Linked DNA regions of Mus musculus: regions 1, 2, 4 and 5 are each linked to region 3. Evidence: chromatin contacts called from public Hi-C, HiChIP or PLAC-seq and promoter capture Hi-C data. All regions are on one chromosome and are shown on one strand. Each heading gives the region's core, a stretch centred on a gene start, on an enhancer-like site or on the middle of the called end of the contact. The rest is flanking DNA. Distances are from core to core; before and after follow the strand shown.

What was found. Promoter capture Hi-C pulls out the DNA fragments that hold promoters and counts their contacts. Hi-C and Micro-C count contacts between places; a contact is called where the count stands out from the background. HiChIP or PLAC-seq counts read pairs in DNA pulled down with a chosen protein or histone mark.
Region 1: a Hi-C map of bone marrow-derived macrophages shows a contact between it and region 3, with 28 read pairs. The contact joins the enhancer-like site here to the promoter of F930017D23Rik in region 3. A contact is called at or near these places in 13 of 39 promoter capture datasets (the C10 cell line, the HPC-7 cell line, cranial neural crest and 9 more), 2 of 484 Hi-C or Micro-C datasets (bone marrow-derived macrophages and nephron progenitors), 17 of 115 datasets of contacts at active chromatin or transcription factors (the 230-238 cell line, the SCID.adh cell line, craniofacial prominence and 11 more) and 4 of 9 other capture datasets (adipose tissue, embryonic stem cells, liver and 1 more).
Region 2: an H3K4me3 HiChIP or PLAC-seq map of bone marrow-derived macrophages shows a contact between it and region 3, with 4 times the contacts expected there. The contact joins the enhancer-like site here to the promoter of F930017D23Rik in region 3. A contact is called at or near these places in 1 of 39 promoter capture datasets (pre-B cells), 1 of 15 datasets of contacts at CTCF or cohesin (the NIH/3T3 cell line), 3 of 484 Hi-C or Micro-C datasets (LSK cells, embryonic stem cells and uterus), 8 of 115 datasets of contacts at active chromatin or transcription factors (bone marrow-derived macrophages, craniofacial prominence, embryonic forebrain and 4 more) and 1 of 9 other capture datasets (liver).
Region 4: a promoter capture Hi-C map of neutrophils shows a contact between it and region 3, with 4 times the contacts expected there. The contact joins the enhancer-like site here to the promoter of F930017D23Rik in region 3. A contact is called at or near these places in 13 of 39 promoter capture datasets (3T3-L1-derived adipocytes, the C10 cell line, the HPC-7 cell line and 10 more), 1 of 15 datasets of contacts at CTCF or cohesin (the NIH/3T3 cell line), 6 of 484 Hi-C or Micro-C datasets (the HL-1 cell line, bone marrow-derived macrophages, embryonic stem cells and 2 more) and 12 of 115 datasets of contacts at active chromatin or transcription factors (craniofacial prominence, differentiating embryonic stem cells, embryonic basal ganglia and 6 more).
Region 5: a contact with region 3 is called in a Hi-C map of bone marrow-derived macrophages, with 36 read pairs. The contact joins the enhancer-like site here to the promoter of F930017D23Rik in region 3. A contact is called at or near these places in 7 of 39 promoter capture datasets (the C10 cell line, cranial neural crest, embryonic stem cells and 4 more), 1 of 15 datasets of contacts at CTCF or cohesin (the NIH/3T3 cell line), 20 of 484 Hi-C or Micro-C datasets (the 63-12 cell line, B cells, the HPC-5 cell line and 16 more), 27 of 115 datasets of contacts at active chromatin or transcription factors (the SCID.adh cell line, acute myeloid leukemia, astrocytes and 19 more) and 4 of 9 other capture datasets (adipose tissue, bone marrow-derived macrophages, liver and 1 more).

Annotation. Positions count from the first base shown.
Region 1 is chr10:43,870,400-43,873,099 of GRCm38.p6, forward strand. No RefSeq gene overlaps it. Among named protein-coding and RNA genes, the nearest start is that of Qrsl1, 30 kb to the right of the region's middle. Within about 2 kb of position 1,277, at least 11 of the 459 cell types and tissues checked have an H3K27ac peak or open chromatin away from gene starts, as enhancers often do. A contact at or near this core is called in the HPC-7 cell line and bone marrow-derived macrophages, where this site is marked.
Region 2 is chr10:43,997,256-43,999,955 of GRCm38.p6, forward strand. Crybg1 (crystallin beta-gamma domain containing 1) reads right to left here. Exons shown (of 22, transcript NM_001368305.1): 4 at 1-2,092. Among named protein-coding and RNA genes, the nearest start is that of Gm40636, 30 kb to the left of the region's middle. Within about 2 kb of position 1,391, at least 80 of the 459 cell types and tissues checked have an H3K27ac peak or open chromatin away from gene starts, as enhancers often do. A contact at or near this core is called in the NIH/3T3 cell line, bone marrow-derived macrophages and pancreatic cancer cells, where this site is marked.
Region 3 is chr10:43,592,001-43,594,700 of GRCm38.p6, forward strand. It overlaps F930017D23Rik (RIKEN cDNA F930017D23 gene), which reads left to right and starts at 1,427. Exons shown (of 3, transcript NR_033558.1): 1 at 1,427-1,563.
Region 4 is chr10:44,068,758-44,071,457 of GRCm38.p6, forward strand. The region is part of intron 1 of Crybg1 (crystallin beta-gamma domain containing 1); the gene reads right to left. Among named protein-coding and RNA genes, the nearest start is that of Crybg1, 79 kb to the right of the region's middle. Within about 2 kb of position 1,259, at least 122 of the 459 cell types and tissues checked have an H3K27ac peak or open chromatin away from gene starts, as enhancers often do. A contact at or near this core is called in the HL-1 cell line, the HPC-7 cell line, bone marrow-derived macrophages and 4 more, where this site is marked.
Region 5 is chr10:43,909,465-43,912,164 of GRCm38.p6, forward strand. Rtn4ip1 (reticulon 4 interacting protein 1) reads left to right here. Exons shown (of 9, transcript NM_130892.5): 3 at 443-511; 4 at 1,329-1,453. Among named protein-coding and RNA genes, the nearest start is that of Rtn4ip1, 9.0 kb to the left of the region's middle. Within about 2 kb of position 1,352, at least 33 of the 459 cell types and tissues checked have an H3K27ac peak or open chromatin away from gene starts, as enhancers often do. A contact at or near this core is called in the 63-12 cell line, the HPC-5 cell line, LSK cells and 3 more, where this site is marked.

The DNA of each region.
Region 1 (2,700 bases), core at 27-2,526, 280 kb after region 3:
GGCACATGTGGAACATCACTTAAATTTAACCGGCTCCACAGAGACTGTACCTTTATTTTATAGATCAGAGTAAAGAAGCTTGGGTGTGTTACCTACGGCTCAAAGGCAACCACAGCAGTCAAAGGCAGGTAGGCTTATCTGACTTTAAATCCCATGACTTTGCCTCGCCAGGAAAGCGTCTGGGTAATTCCACACTATGCTACCATACAGTATTAAGCCTAGCTGTATTCCCTGCCCTTGATTTTGTTTCATATTACTGATTTATTCAACTATTTCCCTTTATATTTTAGTAATGATGAATTTTTAACTAACTGCCTAGAACTCTCCTTGGATTTATATTCCATCGAAGTATAAAGAAAGAAAAAAAGAGCGCTTTTACTTAATGTTAACAAATATCACTTGCTTTTGAAAAGGTCTCAGGATTCTGTTCTGGGGCATACACTGCTTTAAGTCGTTAATGGAAGATACCGATCTTAAATGGCCTCTGATAGCTTGAACCATCTTTTCACGGTCCTGCTCCTCTAGTGGCCAGATACGGTACTGCAAGCTGTAACTTCGTGCTTGGGAAGCTGAGGCTGAGTTTGAGGCAAATGTGATGGTCAGTCTTGGCTGCCGTCTTACAGGAACTGGAACCGGCTGAGGTGTAAGCCTCCAGCACACTGGAGGGATTATCTAGATTAGGTTCCCTGAGGTGGGAAGACTTCCCCCTAGAGGAGACTGGCACCATTCCCTGGACTGCGTTAAAAGGACGAGGCTGAACACAAGTGTTGTCTTCTCCTTCCTGATTGTGGACTCAATGTGACTAATTGCTTCAAGCTCCCCACCACCTACTGTACTCAAACCATGAGTCCAAATTAGCCACTGAGTTTTGTTTGATGTGTATTTTATCACAGCAACAAGTAGCTAAGATAACAACTCTGGTGTTCTTGGCTTCAATAATGAGACAAAACCCAGAAACCACAGTTATTCTAATTCTGAAGGTATTATTTCCATCAGAAGTTTCAAAAGATGGACCAGTTAGGTGGCTCAAGTGGGTATAGGCCCTGGTTGAGAAAGTCCAGAATCTACCTAATGTGGAAGGAAAGAACTAACTCCACAAAGGTGTTGTTCTCTGACCTCAACACCTGAACTTGCTTCTCTGTGCACACACACACACACACACACACACACACACACACACAAACTATACAGGCCACTTTCCATCAAAGCATCACTGCTTGGCTTGGCTTATTTCGAAGTTCCTCTTCTGTACATGCCATGTTTTTCTAGATGACTCATGTTTACCATGACATGACCTGGTGCCACATTCTGCCCCTTTGTTTTCCAGTAATTTAAGTATGGGCCACCATGGAACACTCACTTCCTTACTATCCTTTGGCTCTACTGGTGTCAGGCTGCCATGTTTTTGTAAGCACACTGCATTTTTTTTTTCACATTGGCATGCTTCTGTTGTTGACTCTAACTTTTGCCTCCCCACCTTAAAAATCACATCAGTCAAATTCTCCAAAAAATGACTTGGCACAGTGAGATATCTTAGGTTTACAGTAAAGATAGAGGAGAAAGAAAAACAAATTTGGTATCATTTATGCACTTATGCTAGTGGGATCTTCTACAAGAGAGTAGAATTGCTTCACTTCCCTGTTTCCAGATTCAAGGAATCAGGGCAGCTCAGGGCGAGATATAGGCATAAGAGTAAATATTCTCCAAAAGTTTTCCATTTCAGGGTGTGGTGGCACATGCCTATAAGCCTGGCATTTGGAATTTAAGTTCAGCCTAAGCCACATAATGAGTTCAAGGATAGCATGAGCTCTATAACAAGACACTGTGTCAAAAACAAACGTGTATTTATTCCCAGCGTTCGTAAGGGAGATGTGGGTGGATCTTTCTGAGTTTGAGGCCAGCCATGACTATATAGTGAGGCCCTGTTTCAAAAAAAAAAAAAAAAAGCAAACAACAACAAAACCACCACCCCCAAACACAAACCAACAAGATCCTCCAAACAAATAAACCAAATTAGACAAGACTGGGCAAAAGGTTTTGTTTTGTTTGGTTTGATTTGTTTGTTGTATTAAGTATCTAATTTCAATATGGAGTTTCTGCTACTCCCTACATCATTCAGATCCTGGATAAAAGATACAAAACTTTTATACTTATAATATGCCTTTAAAGCATTAGAGCTGGGCAGATATCAACTCCTAAGCCATTAGTGTCTACTTCCCTATCATTAACCCTGAGTTATGACTTACTGTTTCATCCGGGCTGCTCTTAACTCCAACTGGCCAGCCCTTGTGGCCATGTTTTCGCGACTCACCCATGCCTCGGTGTCTCCTTTCTCCACTTTCTTCTCAGACCCTAATCCCAGGAACTGAAACCCCACCTACCTCTCTTCTGCTCAGCTATCAGGTGCTAGCATCATTATTTAACCAATCGTTTTAAACTAAGGAGCAAAGTCACAGCACCTCTTAGTCTAGGTGAAGATTCTCTTGTCCCTGAGGTAACCAGGGCCAGTCTTTAGAGTCACAATGCATAGCAGCAGACCCAACCTCGACAGTTTCGTTTTGTTTTTCTGCTTGCTTTCATGTTGCATTACCTCTTCTGACCAGGATGCTTTCCTCTTATCTAAGTATTTCTATGAGGGGAATGGATTCCTTATATAAAATGTCAGAGATTTGTATATTTTAAACTTTTGGGTTACCTGGA
Region 2 (2,700 bases), core at 141-2,640, 410 kb after region 3:
ATCTTCCTTGCTTCCCTCTTTTTGTGGGTACTTTTCCATGTGGCTGGAACCCAGACGAGATGTATTTGATGAATTGAAATTGAAGACCTTTAAGGAGTTGTGGGGTGCAAGGTGTGGCTGTTCTTTGTCTGAGCCACAGGGCAGGCCACCCTCCTTCCTGGGCTGTACCACTGATGACTGAGATACGGAGCTGTTCTGAGAAGTGCTAAAAGATGTGCTCATTGTGTTGACTGACGTCACGGAGGGAGAAAAGACTTTGTCTTGTGGCAGAGAAGAAAGCATGCTTGAGAAAAGCGTGCTGTTTTCTAGCCGTGACCTCTTAACGCCGCCGCTGTTGATGTCCCTGTTCTCCTTGTCACTTGCTTCTGAAGTGGTCTGTGGCTCGCTCTTCCCATTACTGTTAGTGTGCAAGGACTTGAAGACGATGCTCTGCTCGGTGGATGCACGCTTGGCTCTCAGTTTGGATATGGGGTCGTGGTTCTGCAACAAGTGCAAAGCTGGTGACACCTCTGCCAGGCTTTCCTTCTTCTTCCCTAAACCAATGGTGAACACGTTGGGATCAAACACCTTTTCCAAACTGTCCTCGTGAATGGGAGGCATAGCGAAGTGAGGGGCTGGAGAGTTTGGGACCCGGGCCTTCTTCTTTTTCTGGGGCACACATACTGCACTGTCCATCTTTTTAATAATTTCAGTGAATTTTTCCATATCAGAAGAAGAATCCAAGACACTATTGTCACTACCAGCAGAAATGTTCAAAAGCCTGGTAGGGGTAAGTGGGCTGGTCGCATCTTGACCTGGCCTTTGGGGGCCTTCTGCATGACTTCTGCTGCTGGGAGAGTGGGTGAGGATGAACTCCGCTGTCTGGGGCATCCCACTGCTGCTCTGGATGGGCGGAGCCTTCTCAGGTCCTGACTGTGTGATGTGTGGTCGAGACTGTGCCACATGTCCTTCTCTGTGATGGATGTCCTTGGGTGATGTGTCTGGTGCATCCTCGTGCTGCGGAACACAAGTGGTGACAGACACCACTTCAGGCTCATTACTGTGACAGCTTGGCAGCTGTGCCTCTCTAACTTCAGAGCTCTCTGAGATGACCTGAGAGCTCACATCCTGAGGATTCTCCACGGGAAGCACAAAGGACCGGACCTGGACGAGGACTTTGGAGGGACAGTCTTTCCCCATAGTTTCTGGGCTGTGCTCTGGAGTGGAAGGGGGACTGGCTTCTCCCACTCCAGGTTTGGAGATGGGAGTTTTCTCAGTGTGAGGAGAGACTGGCGAAACACACCCATTGTGGTTTTCTGACACTTCTAGAGCAGTGCAGGGAACACTGCATATGGGAACTTGAACACAGCCATCTTGGGGAGCGTCCACAGAAATGGGTGCAGAAGGCGGGAGAGATGACTCCCTAGCTGACTCAGCCGCTGAAGCTGGCTGTGAGTCAGAAAATGCATCCTGTGGCTTTGGGGGAGCCTCTCTGGCATCACAAATGGCAGCGATGTCCTGTGCAACATCACTTGTGTTGTTAAGGACGGGGCCTTTGCTGTCAGCAGCCTCTGGCTGGCCCTCTCCTGAGAGCTCAGAGTCCTTCACAGGAACCAGAGCAGTGGGCCCTGGGTGGGAAGGATAGGCAGTGTCTGTTTGTACATCCAGCTTATCACTTTGCTCAGGCTCAGGGCGGAGGACCTGATCCTTGGTGGACTCTCCTTCCCCTCCTCTGGTGGCTGGACGAATCTCTTCTCTGGGGACAGGGACTGCTGTGCCTTTCCCTTCTGCAGATGGCTCTTTGACCACCAGGCCATTCTGGTGGCTGGTTGACACAGCTTTCTTTTCGGGTTGCTCCATTTCTTTGGCCTTTTTGGCTAAGTTCAGCTTCGCCCTCCCAACAAATGTCTTACTAGAGGGAGGATTGTTCCTTGTGTTACGGACGTCGGGGTGGCGGGGGCTACTGTTAGCCCGCTTGTTTTCAAATAAGGAGATTTTGTTGGCTGTGTTCCCCTTATGAACTGGCTGGCTAAATGAGTTGTGCTCATTTCCCAAACTGTCAGGATTCTTCGGAGTTTTCAGATTTAGTTCCACATGTTTGGGTCTGGCGGGGCTGCAAGGACAAAGCAACAGGGCAGTTAGCAGCCTGGTGTTAAGTCGACATACAAACCAGCTGCCAAAGAGACCACAAAGTCCGCATCCCCTGGTGTGTATCTGCTTTCCCATGAAACTTCCTAAACAATCCTACAAACACTAGCACATATTTTTAATATAAAGTATCTTACCTACATATGACAGATGAGACTATAAATCTAAGAAACTATTAATTTACCAAGTATTCATATTCATTCACAGTGAGTGGCACTGAACTGGCAGACATTACAAGGTATAAGGAACAAATTTAAATACTTAATGCCTTCCCATATTTTAAATGCGCAGTATGTATTTATGCATGCATGCATGCATGTGTGAAGTCAGAGGACAACCATGGGTGTCAAGGTTCGACTTTGCTGAGACAGTCTCTCGATGTTCAGCACTGCACACCCAAGTTGTCAGGTCTGGGAGCTGCCAAGCTTTTCTTGGCTCCATCTTCCATCTCACTACGGGAATGCTGGGATTAGAGACACTCATTCCCATGACCACCTTTTCTATGGGTCTCAGGTCCTCACACTGTATCCACTGAGCTGTCCCTCTGAACATGGAAAGTGTTTTTAAATCTTT
Region 3 (2,700 bases), core at 177-2,676:
AGTGCTTAAGGCCCTTTCCAATCTGACCCTAGTCCCAAGTTTCAGCCCATCTTCAGCCACATCAGACTGCTTACCATCCTTCAAATACCTTCTTTTTCGTATCTGTGTGACTCTTTCATTTTCTTTTCTCTCTGGTGTGTGGTGTGTGGTGTGTGTGTGTGTGTGTGTGTGTGTGTGTGTGTGTGTGTGTGTGGGCATGCATGCAAGTGTATCTGTGTGTGCAAGTGCACACGAGAAGTGTGTGTATGCTCGTGGAGGTCACGGTACAACCTTAGGCACTATTTACCTGGAGCTTGCCGAGTGGGTTGATCTGAGCTGACCATTGCTCCCCAGAGAGTCACCTGTGTCCACTTTCCCAGCATGTGGATTGCAAGCGTGGTGGATTATGTACCACCACTGCTAGAGATAGAGGAAGGTCTTCTCTAAATCAAAGGAAGAGTTCCTGAGAGACCAGCCATTTAGAAATAGTACCAACCACCATCAGGGTTTTTTTTTTTTTTTTAATTAAAAACATTTTAAATGTAGATCGTGATGATCAAATTCAGGTCCTTCCACCTCTAAGGCAAGCACTTTACTGCCAGGTCCATCCACCCCACTCCTGAACTCAGATCACATTCTTTGTTGTTGTTGTTGTTGTTGAGACAAGTTCTCTCTGTCCCAAGGCTATCCTGGAACACAGTATTCAGTCCATGTTGGCCTTGAACTCAGGCATTAGACACCACCCCTGGCTGTGGCTTCATGATACTTCAATGCATCCATCCAATGTAACCAAGGTGAGGGTGGTCGATCCAGGCTTCTGTTGGCTTTCAGCTTGTTGCCTGCTACCAAATGCTAAAAGATCTTAGCCAAAGGGCCCAACGTTTCTGTTACCCCGGAGTCTTGCCTGTCAGATGGGCTTGATAGTAATGTGACCTATCTCATGGGGTGGGTACAGACTCAAACAAGTTAACACACAAAGCCTCAGTACGAAATCTGGCCCATTGCAATGAATGGACACACTGGCAGGATTATTTCTTGCTAGGGCAGAAAAATTCGTTATGACTTTTCTGTCAACATTGCTGTTCCCTGAAAGAATCTGCCTTCCTCATTTCTTGGGCTATGGCAGAGGGTAGGTAAGCAATGGATGGTAAGTGAAATAGATTACTTTCATACTCTATTACCAGGGTAGCTGGGAAGAGGAAGGGCAGACCTCTGCTAGTCTATTAGGTCTGAAGAGAAGTTGGGACTATTTCTAAATGACTGGTCTCTCAGGACCTCTTTGCATTAGAGAAGAACCTCCCCAGCTATAACAGTGGGGTTCAATGACAGCACACAGCAGGGCCACTTGGGAAACTTGAGAAAATACTCATACTTCTCCCTGCCCAGGAGACTCTGATAAACAGGTCTGGGTGGAGCCCAGTCCTCCGGAGGTTTGAGGAGCTAAGCAGATGATTCTAAAGCACAGCAAAGTTGAGACACTAAATGCTGGGCGTGGGTACGAGCAATGCTGCCATCATTTCAATTGCGGGCTGGGCCAAATCTTTGTGCTCAGCAAAGACCTTTTCACCAGGGGCGTGAATAGAGGTAAGTGAGGTGGCCACTTTCTCCCAGCCCAGTTTGGTTCCTACCCAAAGGGGCATCGCAGTGCTGTGGCTCTGCTCTGTGTGCAGGAATGTCTTCCCTGAAGGCATGGAGATCCACGGAGGGTTGTGCTCTCTTGAGTTGGTGAATAAATAATCAAGGACATTCTTTAGCTGAATGGTACCTCTGAGCAGGAAGTGTGGTCCTACCACAGCAGGTCTTGTTTGAATGGCTGTATGGATTTTGCATGAATCACCCCTGTCCAACGCTGGAGACACCCTTTCCAGAAGATCCTGATTCCAGTCTGCATCCATCAACCAGTTGCAAGGCTCTTGGAAGCATCTCTGGGCTTTTGAGCGATTTCACTCGACCAGGTACTTTCTAGTTTATAAATACGAGAGGATTCCATTCCGCTTAGACAATTCCACGATTGAGAATGGGCTTTCCTTTCCCCAAGCTTACGTAAACTTGCTCTCCAACTCACAGACACTTGGGCATCGAGTTTTTAAGCTGAGCCCACAAAAACGAAGACAAGTTCACTTTTATTATTTCTAGAGACACCATCATCTTTAGTCAGTGACTTGGTGTTTTTTACCCTCCTGTACTTAGTGAGGACTTGGGAGAGATTTCTTCTGATGAATCAACATAATTGACTTTCTAATTAAACACAGTACAACAATTTTAAATTGTTTCATGGAGCTTATGAAAGACAGCTAGTGTCTCAACACTTGTTGAGACACGGGTGCAAATGCAATCAGGAAACGAGGGTTCCCTGTATGATCTTACAATTGCTGCTGTGCTTATCAGTATGTATTAGGGTTTGTATCTACTTATTACAGGTTGTGTATCTCTTATCTGAAAACCTTAGGGGTTGTATTTTATATTTTGGAATATTTGAATACACATGGTTGGATATCTTGGTGATCATACCAACCTCTAAACAGAAAATTGTTTTCATATATATTTTTTAAACACAGACTGAAGCTAAGTGTGTGTGTGTGTGTGTGTGTGTGTGTGTGTGTGTGTGTGTGTGTGATATTTATTAACTTACTGCAACAGAATCTCAGGCATCATAAGCTTCAGAATTGCTGTGTAGCCAAGAGTGGCCTTGAATGCTTGACCAGTTTGCATCCATCTTCT
Region 4 (2,700 bases), core at 9-2,508, 480 kb after region 3:
TCAGAAATGAGGAAATATCCCAAAAGCCATTTCTTGTCACATGTCATTACACGACAAACCAGTTCCTGGACCTGCTCCTTTGAGCCTGGAGCCTGAAGGACACTGTGTCCATTCAGAGAACAGACATCTGACAAACCTAGGATTCTATTAGGAAAGAATGAGTGGGGAGAGGCAAAAACGGATGCTCTCTACCTGCTGCCCGGCTTTCTCGTGAAACAAGCTCCCCACACTTACTGTAACACTGATACAGGTAGAGTCAGGCCATGTTTATGACTGAATCTGAGGCATCGAAGTAGAAACCCATGTGATTTAGGCCTCACAGTAGGCTGAACCCAGGATGCCTGTCTGCTTGCTCCTTTCACTCATGGTATACACTAGTAAGGCTTAGCATGGACCCAAGGGTTGATTCTGTTTGGTAAGCCTGTACTCGTGATCTCCCGGACTCAAGATACACACCGTCCTGAGGCAGGTCTCTTATCAGTGGCCAGAGGAGGAGAGAGCTATCGTTTGCAGTCCCAGGGAAGGGCCTGGCCTAGTGCTCTTCTGAAACAGGAAGTGCTGTCTGAGGCACACTCATTACTTCAGACCTGCCTCTGAGGGAGGAGGAGATACCAGTGACTTCCCTTTCCTCATGACCCAGATCCAAACAGCAGCCACGCACCTGGCCACTCCAATCATCATCTCACACGCTGCTCCAGGACTTAGGTGAGCGGGAATGAAAGGCCAGGAGATGTGTGGGCCCAGAGGTCATCATGAGGCAGGCTTAGCTGCAGGGCAGCCTTTCACACACCTCAGATGCTCCTATCACCTGTAAGGACTCCTCACTTCCTCTAGATGCCTCAGCCACAGTAAAGTTATTGTACAAGTGTTTATCCTAAAACACAGTGCCTTCAATCCCAGCACCCAGGAGTCAGAGGCAGAGGCAGGAGAATTTCTGTGAGTTCCAGGTCAGCTTGGTCTAAATAATGAGTTCCAGGATAGCTACAAAGTGAGACCCTGTCAAAACGAAAACCAAACAAACACAACACAACACAACACAAAACAAACCCACAACCCCAAGACTGTAGGGTAATGGCCTAAAATACAACCTACAAGATGGTTTCTTTCTACTACATAGAAAGAAAACACTGGGAGTCATGCAGAAGCTTTATAGATTCTGGGAATCTTATCACTGTCATCTATCTAGCCATGCCAGATATCAACATGCATAAAAAGGAACAAACCCACACCCCCACCTCTGGAGGTCTGTGAGGCCTAGGGCTATAACACACTCAGTTCTGAAGAACAGTTGCATAAGGACTAGACACTTAAAATCTCCCTAGCCTAAAAGCCAACCTTGATAAATGTTTGCAACAGCAAAAGCCAATTGGAAAGTTGGGTACTTTTTCATGCCTAATGAAGTAAATTTTAGTTTCACTCCTAACAATTAGGCTAGAGGAACCATAAGAAAGGCTAAATGTTGCCAGGCAGTGGTGGCACACGCCCTTAATCCCAGCACTTGGGAGGCAGGGGTAGGCAGATTTCTGAGTTCGAGGCCAGCCTGGTCTACAGAGTGAGTTCCAGTACAGCAGGGCAATACAGTGAAACCCTGTCTCGAAAAACCCAAAATAAATAAATACATAAATAAATAGGCTACAATAGAGCAAGGGAGGATTTGTGAGAGAGTTTGGAGGGAAGAAAAGAATGGGGGAAATAATATAATTATATTGTAATCTAAAATAAAAGCTATTAAAAAAAATAAAACAGTCATTACTGGACAACAATCGTTTTGGTTAATAAAACAAAATTAAATCCTCTAAAACTGCCATCTTGCAATGGAGTCTTAACAGAACCTGTTTATTAATTTGATAATTATAATAATTTCTAAATTTTTTTCTTTCTTCTCATGAGACAGAGTCTCACTGTGAAGCATTGGCTGGTCCGGAACTCACTATGGAGACCAGGCTGGCCTTGAACTCCTAACACTCCATCTGGTTCTGTGTGCTTCATCATACTGGGCTTAATTAAAGTCTTTCCTGTTTCCCTTTTAAGGGGCAGATATTACTCTGCCTTAGTCAATATTTGTTAAGTGCTTGCATTTACTCAGGGTCATGGCTAAGAGTGGGAAACAGCTGTCAGCTCCTTTCACTTTATCCTTCCTGTTTTCCTTCATTTGAGTTTCTTTTGCAAAACCAGAGAGACCATCTCCCTGCAATTGATTTTGTTAAAAATAATGGTAAGGTTGTATCCTTGCTAGTGAATCCTCTTATGTTAGAGAGCCACATACCTTTTCTCAGAAAAATCCCTGAAGCTTACGTAAAACAGTGTTGGGCTCTTTAAAAAAGAAAACAGCCCAGTACAGATAGGTAAGGGGTGGGAATCCTCAGCCTGTGGCCCACACTTCTGCTGTCCTCCTAGCTCCTGGAGCAGACAGATGTGCACTGCTTTGTGTTATAGTGGGTAGGGATTAATGCAGAGCTCAAAGTGCCCGAGTAAGTGCCTGGGACTGGTTATAGAAGTGGCTCAGCTAGGCTCACAACCAACACAGCTGCATTGACTGACGGGGCGTATAAACTGATGCTGTACTGCCCTCTGCCGTCTGAACAAGTATTATTAGTGAGTTCTCCTAACCTTATAGTTATTGAAAAGGAAGTTACCTAAAGGTACCTCTGTGTGCATCAAGGCATTTCCCAGTTAGAGCCTGAAACAGTATATAATACA
Region 5 (2,700 bases), core at 102-2,601, 320 kb after region 3:
AGGTGAGAAAGCCTTGCTATGAAGCCAGCTGGTGGTGCAGGTCACCTGTGATCGCAGCACTAGGGAGTCCAAGATGAGAAGATTCAAGTTTGCGGTCACTCTGGGCTACCCAATGAGATTGGTCTAAAAAAAATAAAATAAAATATATATATAAAACTAGAAGCTGAGAGCCACAGTTAGTAAGTGGCTGAGCTAGTACTCAAGCCCCAGAGAGCCTTGCTGAGTGTGGCAGGATATTTACGTAGGTGTTTCCAGTGTGGTTTGAGTTCATAACTCCAGAATCATACTCAACAAAACATTTGTATCATGTTAAACTTAACTTTTTTTGCACTGGAGCCCCATGTCCCCTCCTCTGGGTAGCTGTGTTTTTAGGGAATATCTTCATGCTTAGCTTTGCTCAGAAATTTCTAATCTAATAAAGCTGTCTGTCTGTGTGTTTCAGGTCTGGGCTGCAGTTCCTCCTTGGAAGCAAGGCACTCTCTCAGAATTTGTTGTGGTCAGTGGGAATGAGGTAACGCACTGTCTGCTGAAATGCATAGCTGTATAAAAAAGACTGGCAGGTGTCTCTAGAGACCCTGGTGGCTTTTCAGATTAGCTTCATGTTTTAGAGAGAGCCAAAATAAAGAATAGGAAACTTTGGAAGGCTGAGAAATACTTGGTGTTTCTGTTAGCACTGCCTGCGAGAGCAGCCATCTTCATCCCATAGAGCAGAGACCTGGACGGAGATTTGGAGGCCGGCCAGTTTCTTCCCTCCACCCAGTATGAACCACGTGTATCCAAGGGAGAGGTGTGGAGGTATCAAGCTGTTTAGAATAGCGGTAGACGTTTAATCAAATAGAGTCAAGGGACCTAGATTTAAGTAGAGAGGAAGGGTTAATATTGAGGAAATTGGCCGCGGAGGGAAGCCTGGAGGAGGAGTTAGGAGGAGTTACTAGGGTAGGAGAAAGTCTAGAAAATTACTTTCCAGAAAACAGGAAGGAAGCAGTTAATCTCACTAATTAAAATGTGTTTATCAGGACTTGAAGTTTATTTGAATTTAACTCTGGGTATATAGCTGGGTCTGAACCCCATATATGGTCTTTTAAAATAAACAGTGAAGTATCTACATCTAATAATGTAGCCTGCGAAATATTACTGAGCCTCTAGGTTGCTGCTTAGGGACTGTTGAGACTAGGGACTTTGGAGTAGGCTGTGCAGTTATCCCTGAACCCAGAGTGGTTTACGAAGTTCTCTGCCAGTTCTTGCTTCCCTGTGAGGTTAAATGTGCTTGGCTGTCTATGTAGGCTTGTAAGTTCCTGCTTAGCTGTGACTGTTTTCTTTCAATGTAGGTTTCACACAAGCCCAAATCGCTTACTCATACTCAAGCTGCCTCTTTGCCATATGTGGCTCTCACGGCCTGGTCTGCCATAAACAAGGTTGGCGGCCTGAGTGACAGGAACTGCAAGGGGAAGCGGTAAGTGGCCGGTGGCCATCTCATCTGCTCGTGCTGAGATTACCCTTACCTGCATAAGCAGTCACACTAGCGCTTGGTACCGTTTACTGTAAAGCCTCGTTCTCAGGAGGGTCAGGTGGGGACTACAAGGGATCTTGTAGTTGGGATCTCTAGGGGTCGCTCTCCTATTTTAGGCATGTAAACTTTTTTCTTTACATACATGTGTACTGTATGTATGCCTGTGAATTTATGTGCGCCAGATGCATGTGGGTGCCTTGGCCAGAAGAAGGCATTAGATCTTTCAGAACTGGAGTTACAGGAGCCACCCAGTGTGTCCCCTAAAAGGGAGCTTGTGTCCTCTGCAAGAGCACAGGTGACCATAACAGCTGACCCATCTCTTGAGCCCTGGGAAAAATTTTTCTATGTGAACCTCCTGCGACAAGGCTCAGCTTTTGTGAGGCTCCTAGAAAGGGTGAGGGCCTTCTGCTATGTGTAAAGATTGTGCCAAGCTGAGAGTTTTGCTTTCTACCCTGGCCTGGGCTTGCTCACAAGTTTGTAGATGTTAATAAGCCTACAAACCGCTTTTGAATATTCTTGAATTCCTTTTGAGGTTGGTTCTGATGCTCTGGTGACTAGAATAGAGGCTTGCTTAGGTCAGCTGTGAAGCAGTGACAGTCTTGGGCTCACTTGTCCTCGTCATGCATGGTTACACCTTCTACAGTTCCCATCGCCTGTGTTAGCCAGGATCTGAGGCGGTGAGTTCAGGAGAGTAAGATATTCCGAGAGAGCAAGAGGGAGATCTCACATCCATGTAACTTTTATTTCAGCAAATTGTTACATTTGTTAGCTTTGTCATAAATTACAAGGTTTTATTCATGATTTTATCCAATTTATAAACCTTATCATGGTTCTGTATGCATAAGAACGAGCAGTGTGCAAGGAGCCTGTAGTGCAGGTGACCGCGGAGGCTCTGAAATGGACCCCTGTGGAGCAGGGACCTTAGCTTCCCAGGCATGTTCTGTTCTGCTCCTTCATAGCTGGGTAACCTAGTCAGTCATTTCTCTGAGTTTTTCTTAAAGATCAAATGAGATTATACATGTAAAACTGGTGACACTCAGTAAGTGGTGGCTTCTGCTATTAACAAGGACATAATAGTGTAGTTAGTATTTAGAAAGTTGACATAGGGACCGGAGAACTGGCTCAGCAGAGGTCAGGTCCACCCTTGGACCATATACAAAGGAGAGAACGCACCCCTCCCCCAGGAATGG